Regions from separate parts of the Mus musculus genome. Here region 1 is linked to region 2. Evidence: chromatin contacts called from public HiChIP or PLAC-seq data. All regions are on one chromosome and are shown on one strand. Each heading gives the region's core, a stretch centred on a gene start, on an enhancer-like site or on the middle of the called end of the contact. The rest is flanking DNA. Distances are from core to core; before and after follow the strand shown. Region 1 overlaps Vtcn1 (V-set domain containing T cell activation inhibitor 1). Region 2 overlaps Gm43464 (predicted gene 43464).

What was found. HiChIP or PLAC-seq counts read pairs in DNA pulled down with a chosen protein or histone mark.
Region 1: a contact with region 2 is called in an H3K4me3 HiChIP or PLAC-seq map of bone marrow-derived macrophages, with 4 times the contacts expected there. The contact joins two enhancer-like sites. A contact is called at or near these places in 1 of 484 Hi-C or Micro-C datasets (nephron progenitors), 1 of 115 datasets of contacts at active chromatin or transcription factors (bone marrow-derived macrophages) and 1 of 9 other capture datasets (embryonic stem cells).

The regions. Positions count from the first base shown.
Region 1 is chr3:100,886,442-100,891,369 of GRCm38.p6, reverse strand. It overlaps Vtcn1 (V-set domain containing T cell activation inhibitor 1), which reads right to left. Exons shown (of 6, transcript NM_178594.3): 4 at 2,928-3,206. Among named protein-coding and RNA genes, the nearest start is that of Gm40108, 20 kb to the left of the region's middle. Within about 2 kb of position 1,954, at least 38 of the 459 cell types and tissues checked have an H3K27ac peak or open chromatin away from gene starts, as enhancers often do. A contact at or near this core is called in bone marrow-derived macrophages, where this site is marked.
Region 2 is chr3:100,700,538-100,705,252 of GRCm38.p6, reverse strand. Gm43464 (predicted gene 43464) reads right to left here. Exons shown (of 4, transcript NR_168313.1): 4 at 4,271-4,715. Among named protein-coding and RNA genes, the nearest start is that of Gm43464, 10 kb to the right of the region's middle. Within about 2 kb of position 1,967, at least 62 of the 459 cell types and tissues checked have an H3K27ac peak or open chromatin away from gene starts, as enhancers often do. A contact at or near this core is called in bone marrow-derived macrophages, where this site is marked.

The sequences.
Region 1 (4,928 bases), core at 705-3,204, 190 kb before region 2:
TTTAATGATAGCTGTACCGTTTATCTAAGTATCTCGTGGGTTTTTAAAGTACTATGACCATACTTGGCACAAAATCTGTGCCTGTTGAACAAGAATCTAGGATGATTAGTACCCTGCTGTGTGCTGTAAAAGTTGGGTCTGGCTCTACCCACCAGTCCCAATTTCCCAAAAATAAGACACTGACTCAATATATATTTACAAATACCTTGGCTATATAGCTAGGCTCTTCTCTACCTAGAATTATAACTTAAGAGAATCTATTATTTTAATCTACATTTTGCCACATGGCTGTTTATCTGTGCTCAGGTACCATGTGTCTGTCTCCTCACATCTTCCTGGGTGGCTCTCCTGCCTCACTCATTCTATCCCAGAATTCTCTCTCCTCCCGGATGTCCCACCTCCTATTTCCTGCCTAAGCCATAGGCCATCAGATTTATTATTGACAGGTGCCACATCCACACAGACATAAGATATTCTCTCTACAGTGTGCATTTACTATATCTAACCCGTGGTGTCCATTTGTCATCTATGTCATCAATGGACACTTCAGGCTTCTATTTTCTTGACTATTATAAATAGTATTACTACCACCATAAGCATTCAAATATTTATCTAAGACTTTTATTTTTTGGATATACCTAAAAGTATAGTCATCAGATCATGTGGCTAGTCTGGTGTTAGAGCATGCTATTTTCTGTTGATTACTTCAGAGTCTGTCCTACTTACAGTGCATGAGTGCTCCAGTTTCTCTACCTCCTCACCAACCCTTGCTCATTTCTGCGTGTGTGAGTTCTGGTTGGTGAGCATCTCAATGGGCCTGGAGTCTGAGGTGACAGCTTCTTGTTGTTTTTACTTAGCTTTATACTCATGATTCATGCTGTGAAGCACATTTTGACGGACCTTTTGGTCATTTAAATATCATAATTAGAAAATCGCCCCTTCTCATATGCTCATTTCCAAATTCAGTGTTGGAGAAATGGATCCATGGTTACAGCTGATTGCCGTGCAAGCGTGAGGAGTGGCATTCAGATCCCCAGATACCTGCATCAATGTGGTGTGGGCATGACAGCACACCTATCACTCCAGCCTCAAGGAGTGGAAACTGGAGATGGATCCCCAGAGCAGGCCGGCTGGTGAGACCAGCTCTGGGTTTGATTGAGAGGCCTGCTGCAGTGAACAAAGGGAAGAGCAATGGAGAATGATTTCTGATGTTCATATGAGTGCATACACACGTGCATGTGTACAAACACATGAAAAACATGCACATGTCCGCTGTATACACACCAAAATGAAAAAGTACACATATGGAAAATGGAGAAAGGCAGCAGGAATCCAACTGTTATGGCTGGATACATGACCCTATCTGTGGCAGACTGCTTGCCCAGCATGCACAGGGCCCTGGGTCTGACTATCAAGCCCCGAAAACCAAAATCCTTAAAATTCAGCCATTTAATTTTTTTGTTAAGTTATAAGATTTCTTTATATATCATGAGTACTAACACCTTATTAGATAGGTAATTTGCAAGTATTTTCTGCCATTCCACAGATTAACTTTCATAAATATAATTTTAATAAAAACATAAGATGTTATGAGTATCATTTATTCAGTTAAGCTCAGCCATCCTCTGTCAGGAATTAAAAATGTACAGTATGTATATGTGTATGTGTATGTACACACACACACACACACACACATTTGCATTGTTCTACACTTGATACAGACAGCAACTCTTTCTTAGCAAACTTCACTCTGAAGAGAGGGTTCAATGAAGCATAAGAGGCCATGCCCCGGAAGTCATAGCTGAGTCTGGTTCATCTTAGAACTGCCTTCCTCCTAGGTTTGGCATGCACTAAAGCACTGCAGGCAGGTGACAGGGACTAAAACAGGCTGCTAAGAGGCCACTTCAGTCTAAGGTTTTCAGATTTTCCTGACCAGTGGTCAGTCTTAGTCAACACTGGTGAGATCAGCCTCCAGTCCCATGATGCTGAGTAAGACTGAGTCAGAGGGTAGATCTTTGATCTTCAGACTCAAAACCTTCTCAAGGGCAAGTTGGGATCTAGTGATTTTGGAAGAATTTAGGATGTAGTGTATCAGTTAAATATGTCACAGTTGTCAAATAATCATTACATCTCTACTCTACACTAAAGTAGTCCCCCGAGTTAGGAAGAAAAAGCCTCTGAATCCTAAAGCCCCCCCCAAAAAACCCAAAAAACCCCCAAGTAATGTCAGATTAAGTCAGTCAATGCCTTTTGGGAGGGAGGAAGTTAGATAGGGTCTCACTGGGTAGCTCTGGCTAGCCTGGAACTCACTCTGTAGATCAGGCTAGCCTTAAATTTACAGAGATCTACCTGCCTTCCGAGGGCTGGGATTAAAGATGTGCATCACAATGCCAGGCTCAGTCACCACTTTTTAGTCAATATGCTATAAATATTATGCAGTGTTAGGCTTCGATTACAAAAATCAGTGCCAACTAGAATTATGATCAAAATCTCTGGCACAGTGGTTCGTTAACACTCCTAATGCTGCAGCCCTAAAATACAATTCCTCATGTTGTGGTGACTCCCAACCATACAATTATTTTGTTCTACTTTGTAATTATAACTTTTCCTGTTTTGAATCATAGTATAAGATCTGATATACAGGGTATCTGATATGTAACCCCTGGAAAGAATTGTTTGACTACTGCAAAGGGGTTGTGACCCATTGGTTGAGAACCACTACTCTAGAGGCTCTGGAAGCGTAGAGATTTTTTGTACCCTGGTATGTATTAAATAAATTCAATTTTGATTGACATACTATTTTCTTTCTAGAGATACATGTGAGAACACGGAGAGGCGCGCAGATGTTTGGGAATAGAGAGCTTGACTTGTACCCCCCAGACCCTGGGTTTCATCTCCAGCAGCACGGGAAACCCCAGGAGACCCACCTGTCACTTTGATGTCCCCGGTGGCTTTGGCAATGTCGTTTTCAATCATACAGGAGTATGTGTTGTTGATTGTGACATTGTAGAGCACAGATACGACCTTCATGGTCACATTCTCAGAGTTCAACTCAAAGCTGGTGTTGGAGACTTCTGAGAAATTGGCTCCTTGGTCGACTTGAGATGCCCAGGCCACTGTGGGCTGGGGGAACCACCGAGGAGCCTCGCAGCGTAAACTCTCTGAACTGGCATTATAGTCCACATTTATCTCTGGCATACTGAAGGCTGTAGGGTCAAAGGTCAAAAGGGACAAATGTCACGGGGAGACAGATTAGACAAAAACACCATAAGTACTGGGTCTTTTTTGTTTGTTTGGTTTGGTTTTTTGAGACAGGGTTTCTCTGTGTAGCTCTGGTTGTCCTGGAACCCACTCTGTAGACTACACAGAGTTCTGCCTGCCTCTGACTCTGGAGTACTGGATCAAAGACATGCACCACTACCACCCAGCTAAAGTGCTAGGTCTTAAAAACATGGGACAATCACTTCTCTCACTGAAGTGACTCAGCACACCCCCACAGTAATGTTTGTGTAAGGCCCATTATGTCGTGGGCATAAATTATTTGTTCAGAGCATCACTGTGCATTATAACCCTTGGCCAGTACCACAAACTCAAGGGACCCGAGTTTCATGTATTTTAGCATTTTGATAATCTTCTCCATGTAAGAGGAACTCAGTGATTATGGAAGAAGGAGGAAGAGGAGGAGGAAGGGGAGGAGGAGGAAGAGGAGGAGGAGGAGGATGTCTCTTTCCTTAGGACAATAGGGCCTTGGAAGGGCCTACTGAATCATATGTTTTGAGGTAAAGAGAGAAGGGTAAGAAGAAAGAACAAACATTCATCTTTCACCACAGAAGGCCTATTCACAAGCCTTGGCACTGTGGGGATTTGGAGTTTGCTTGGGTAGAGATTTTTAGCTCTGATATCTACAAGTAGAATGGTAGGTATTTTTTGTATTCTAAGAAATGCTACTTATTAAAGTAACACTTGGAAATTAAGGTATCCGTTCTCTTAGGATAGAGTGTTAGGGCTCTGGGCTTATTGTTATGGCAGGAAGGCAGTCCACAATTAAAATGATAAGATATGGTTATGATGATGATGGTGATAGTGATGCTGCTGCTGACGACGACAGTGACAGTGGTGATTGTGTAGGAATATGTGCCACACACAGCATACCTGTGAAGCGTGGAGAGTAGTTTTGGAGAGCTGGTTCTCCCCTTCCTCTTTTGCATGATGTGGTTGTTTGAATAAGAATGATCTCCAGAAGCTCATATGTTTGAATGCTTGGTGGAACTGTTTGGGAAGGACTAGAAGGTGTGGCTTTGTTGAAAGAGATGTGCCACTGGGGGTGGGGCTTGAGGTTTCAAATGCTCACACCATTCCAAGCTCTCACTCTCTCTCTCTTCTCTCTCCCCCCTCTCTCTGTCTCTCTGTCTCTCTGTCTCTCTGTCTCTGTCTCTGTCTCTCTCTCTCTGTCTCTCTGTCTCTCTCCCTCTCTCGGCCTCTTGCCTGTGAATTAGATGTAAGCTCTCAGCTACTGCTCTAGCTCCATGCCTGCCTGTCTGCTGTCTTGTTTCCTGCCAGGGTGATATGGATTCATCTTTTGAAACCGTAGGGCCAAAATAAACCCTTTTTTCTATAGTTGCCTTGGTCACGGTGTCTTTCAGGAGCAATTGAAAGATAACCAAGACACATGGGTTCTAGGAATCAAACTCAGGCTGATGCATGGCTTTGAATATCAAGCAGCTTTACCTGCTGATCCATCTTGCCAGGTCCCCGCCCAGGCAGTCAGCAACTTATTAAGCCCTTTAGCTGCTTCTTTGCTCAGGGTTAGACTGGTGCAGAGAGGGGATTAAAAGAGATTTTTACCTCATTGTTGTTTGTCTTGTTTCTGATACAGTCTCATGTAGGCCACGCTGGCCTTGAACTTCCCACTGAGCCAAGGATGACAG
Region 2 (4,715 bases), core at 718-3,217:
CTCTGCCCCCCCCCCCCCTTGCCACACAAATGCAATTGCCTTGAAAGGCAGATGCTTTCCTCTGTTAACCTCATACCGACAAATAAAAAACGGGAAGAGCGTTGATCGCTCATGCAGTTTCTCCCTGATCATTCTAGGAAACAGAACCAAGGAAATGTTCGGTCTGAGAGAGACGTGGCTTTTCTTAACAAACATTTCACATGCACAATCGTTACAAAATGTCGTTTGCAGAGTTCTTTGGGGGGGGGGGGGATGAAATGGCTCTTCTTTTCTTCTTTCATCTTCCTATGAAGGTAGTGGTTGTGTGGAGGCAGGAGGGTAAATGCTTGGTATTTAGGGAATAGGCCTCATTATCTTCCGTTAACAACGCATCTTTAAAATATACATAAGGCTTTATAAATTATAATTTTGTCATTACATATAAGAGTACCCTTTCAAACATGTTTTAGGTGAGGTCAGAGGAAGGGGGATTGTTGACGATGTTTGGGTTATCTTGGCTGCTGGAATTTTCTGTAATGTAATGGTCGTTTGTCTGCTTTCCCAAGCCCACCTTTCCACCTCAGAGGAGAGACAAGAAGGCTGCCAGTCCATAGGAGAATGTGCACCGCAGTGGAGCAAGGGCGACTACCAAGGCGAACACATCCTCTAGCCCTGACACCGGTGCCTCTTAGTATGTTCTGGCCCTTTTCCTGTAAGCTTGTTCTGTTATTTAGTAGCCTCTTGGATCTGCTGTTTCTCTCAGTGAGGAAACTTGCTGGCACCTGCATGCCTAAATGAGCGGAGACGGGCGTGCCCTCCCACCCGTGCTGAGAGTCTGAGACCTGCAAGCCTGACGTCACGTGACCCAGCAGGCCCTCTCCCTCTCCTCCGGATTCCTCTGGTTTATAGCTTAACTAGGGACCAAGCCGGGAGTGGTGGCGCACGCCTTTTATCCCAGCACTTGGGAGGCAGAGGCAGGCGAATTTCTGAATTCGAGGCCAGCCAGGTCTACAGAGTGAGTCCCAGGACAGCCAGAAACCCTGTCTCGAAAAAAACCAAAAAATAAAACAAACAAACAACCCAAAAAACAAACAACAAATAAACAAACCAAAAAAACTAGTGACGGGGAATCTTAGCCTCCCAAGCCAGACTCAAAACATCAGAGAGATGAGTCCAAGCTAGTCAGATAGTCTGACTTCCTACTAAGTCTAGTCCCTCCATTGTTTCAATGGCAATCCCAAGTCTTCTCGTTTCTGAAGTGGAAACAACCAGGTTGTAAGAAGCATAGGTGAGAGCCAAAGTTAACTGCTAGGTATATATACTTAATTCTAAACAAATACAAACGATTATCAGTGAAGGCAAACAAACGTGAAATTTTCAAATGTGACCGGTGACTCCGGTATCTTTGAATCAGTTTCTTGAATGAGTAATTGGTGCGCAGGTTTAGCTTAGCTTTAAAATACATCTTTTACTTCAATTTAGTTCTACAATTGTTGGTTTTGTGCAGAGTTAAACTCTGTACAGAGGAGCAGGCATGAAGGCAAGCTCCCAGCTGAGCGTTTTTGCTATATACTTCTCCTGGCCTCTACAAGTTGTCTAATGAATATTTATGACTCAGTACTAATACATGTCAGACTCTGAGAGCTGCAGCACAGTATCCTCTGCCCTTTCATCCCGTCTCTCCTGTGTTCTGGGGTCTTGATACTGACAATTATGACTGTAACATCTATTTTTATTAAATGAGAAAGGGACAAAATTAGGGAAATGAAAGGCTTGGGTGCGCTTGGCTCGACTGCTTTTTAAAACGCCTATTAACTATTAACGTTAACTTTGTTCTGGGCATTCTGCCAGCTGCTTTTCTCATTGCTCTATCTTTTAGTCATTTCAAGAACATAAAAGGAAGTTATTTCGGCTGAGGATCTGAGAAGTTATTCGGTCTGTTCTAAGCTAAACAGCTTGAAGTGGTAGAGTCCTCAGCTATCAATAGCTGGGCTGTCTATTTTCATGTCCCAAATATTGTTGGAGGGCCCGCTATGTGTCATTCACTTTGCTAGGCTCTAAGGGCACAGTGAAGGAAACAGCCCTCCTGGTTCTCGTAAGGCTGCCAGTTTAGCAAGGAAGGCTGAAGGTAGATAGGCTGTGGCAATTGAGCATCACCACATAGAGCGTGTGGGGAGGTAGGTCTTGCAGGCAGGAAGGGCTTGCAGAGGCTCAGGGGTAGGAAAGATCGAGGGGCCTCTGGAGATCTGCAAGGAATTTGCTGCCCATTAGAGCATTCTAATCAAGGCACCAGCGGCAGAGTACCTCGTGAGCTCTCAGGAGGGGCCATTTCCTCTCTCTGGGTAAGTTAGACCTAGCATGAGTTTACTTGAAGTATTGTGCTGCTAAGGCTCTCCCATGTTTCACAGAGTAGTAATAAGGGGCTCCGGGATGACTGTGTTCATTTCTATAATTAGAGGTTTTCTAAAAGAGATGGAATGTAAAGACTCTTCACCGTTGTTCCTTTTTCTTGGCCCCCATCATGAGTGGAAGGGCAGCTTTGACTGGGTTAGAGAGCATTTAGAGTAACATGTAGAGTTTGTGTGTGTGTGTGTGTGTGTGTGTGTGTGTGTGTGTGTGTGTGTGTGTGTTTATGATGCAGAGTAAGATTTAGGTGTGTGTTGTTGACACAAATCTCTCCTAATAATATCAGTATATTGATACTTGTCCCAGGCTGTGTCTTTGAGCTATATAGGTTTTAACTGTTCATTGGTCCTTATAACCCTAGGAAGTAGGATCAACTATGTCTAGTGATTCCCAGGAGGAAACTGAGGCACAGATATATTAAGATATTAAGATTGTGTTCATACAAAAAGTTGGCAGCAGAGCTCAACTTTTTTGTTTGTTTGTTTTTGTTTTTGTTTCTGAGACAGGGTTTCTCTGTATAGCCCTGGCTGTCCTGGAACTCACTTTGTAGACCAGGCTGGCCTCGAACTCAGAAGTCTGCCTGCCTCTGCCTCCCAAGTGCTGGGATTAAAGGCGTGTGCCACCACTCCCGGCTAGAGCTTAATATTTAAAGCTGGGACTGTGTGGCCTCAAGTGGTTACTCTTGACAGTTGGTAGTGTGGTATAAGACGTTCATGAAACCATTACTGCCAATTATTAAATGTAAGTCTTGGTTCTTTGTATTGTTGTTCATTTATGGACAGTCTCATGGGTAATTCCTCCATCCCAGATGTTAGAGCTTATGACTGTCAGTGGTCAGAAAACCAAGGTGCCCATTCCACCTTTGGCAGCTACTAAGAGTAGAGTGCTGCCTGTGGTTGGTGGTACTTGTCACCTAAGCCTGAAAACTAACTTCTCCTCAGAGGCCTCCAGAAAGGTTTAAGATGGGTGGTGCTATCATTGGCAGTTGTATGTTTCTAATGAAGCACTGTAGGGTTCGTTATGTGACCAGGTTCCATCCCAGATTCTAATCTATGGGTAACTTAGAGTAGGGAATGTGGAGATGTAAAAACAAGACAAACTCCATGTCTGAATGTGACATAGAGATAAAAAGGTCTTGTTAACAGAGAAAATGAAGAATTCCTGGCATCATCCATGAGGATGAGGATGATGATGGTGATGGTGACGACGACGATGATGATTGATGATGATGCAGTTGAATCAAAGACTAGAAATGCTTCCATAAACTTAACTGCCCCAACCCTGATTTGAGACCCATGGTCCTGTGGTATAGACTGGCCTTGAGCTCTCTGTGTAGCCAAAGTTGACCTTGCACTTTGTTCTGCCTCTGCTTCCTGAGTGCTGGGATTACATTTACACACTACCATGCTTAGTTTTATGTGATTTGGGGAGTCAAACGCATGGCTGAAGGCATGGCAATCACTCTACCAAGTGAGCTACATCTCCAGCCCCCTGGTTTGTGATATCGCTAGAAATATATTTAGGGCTCTGTATCTCCCAGCCTTTGTTATCCCGATGTTGAGATCCTTGGGGGTTTTTTTGTTTATTTGCTTATTTGTTTGCTTGGTTTTGTTTTGTATTTTAGAAGGAGTCTCATGTGTAGCCTGACCTGGCCTCAAACTTAGAATTCTCTGAAAGCAATTAACCCTTTATCGAAAGCAGTTGCCTAGGTTAGCGGTCATTTCTCCCTGTGTTTCTCATAGAAAACCAACTCCTGGATCTGTATCCTTTGGTCTGTCTTTTCTTGTTTATGTATGGCATATGTGTATGAATGTTCACATGTATGTGGGAGTATGTGTGTGGGCACATATTCTCTTGGGTATGTAGCAGAGTCCGGCAAGAAGCATTTTCCTTGGTCTTTCTCAACTTTATTTACTAAGGCCAGGTCACTCAATGAACTGAGCCCAGAGTGTGCCAATTTGTCTAGTCTAGTTAGCCAGGCTCCCATCCCATTTCCACCTCCTGAGCCTAGGATTACAGCAGGCCCACCACACCCACTCAACATTTAAATGGATGCTGAGGATGCAAAGGCTGATCACTAGGCTTGTACAGACAAGTCCTTTCTCCACTGAGCCATCTCCCCAGCCATTTCTCTACATGTGCTATTCAGAGCATTCCCCAGCAGTCCCAGTTTTTAAATTTAGTCAGCCCTGGGGACTTTAAGCCCTAACCAGCTTGAAGTCCCCAGTTCTGCCCTTACATCTGCAATGAGTTTCCTACTGTTCCATTAGCAGATGGGACTCTGCTGTACAGAAACTGCGGTTACCACTCCTCAAGCTGCCTGCAGGGAT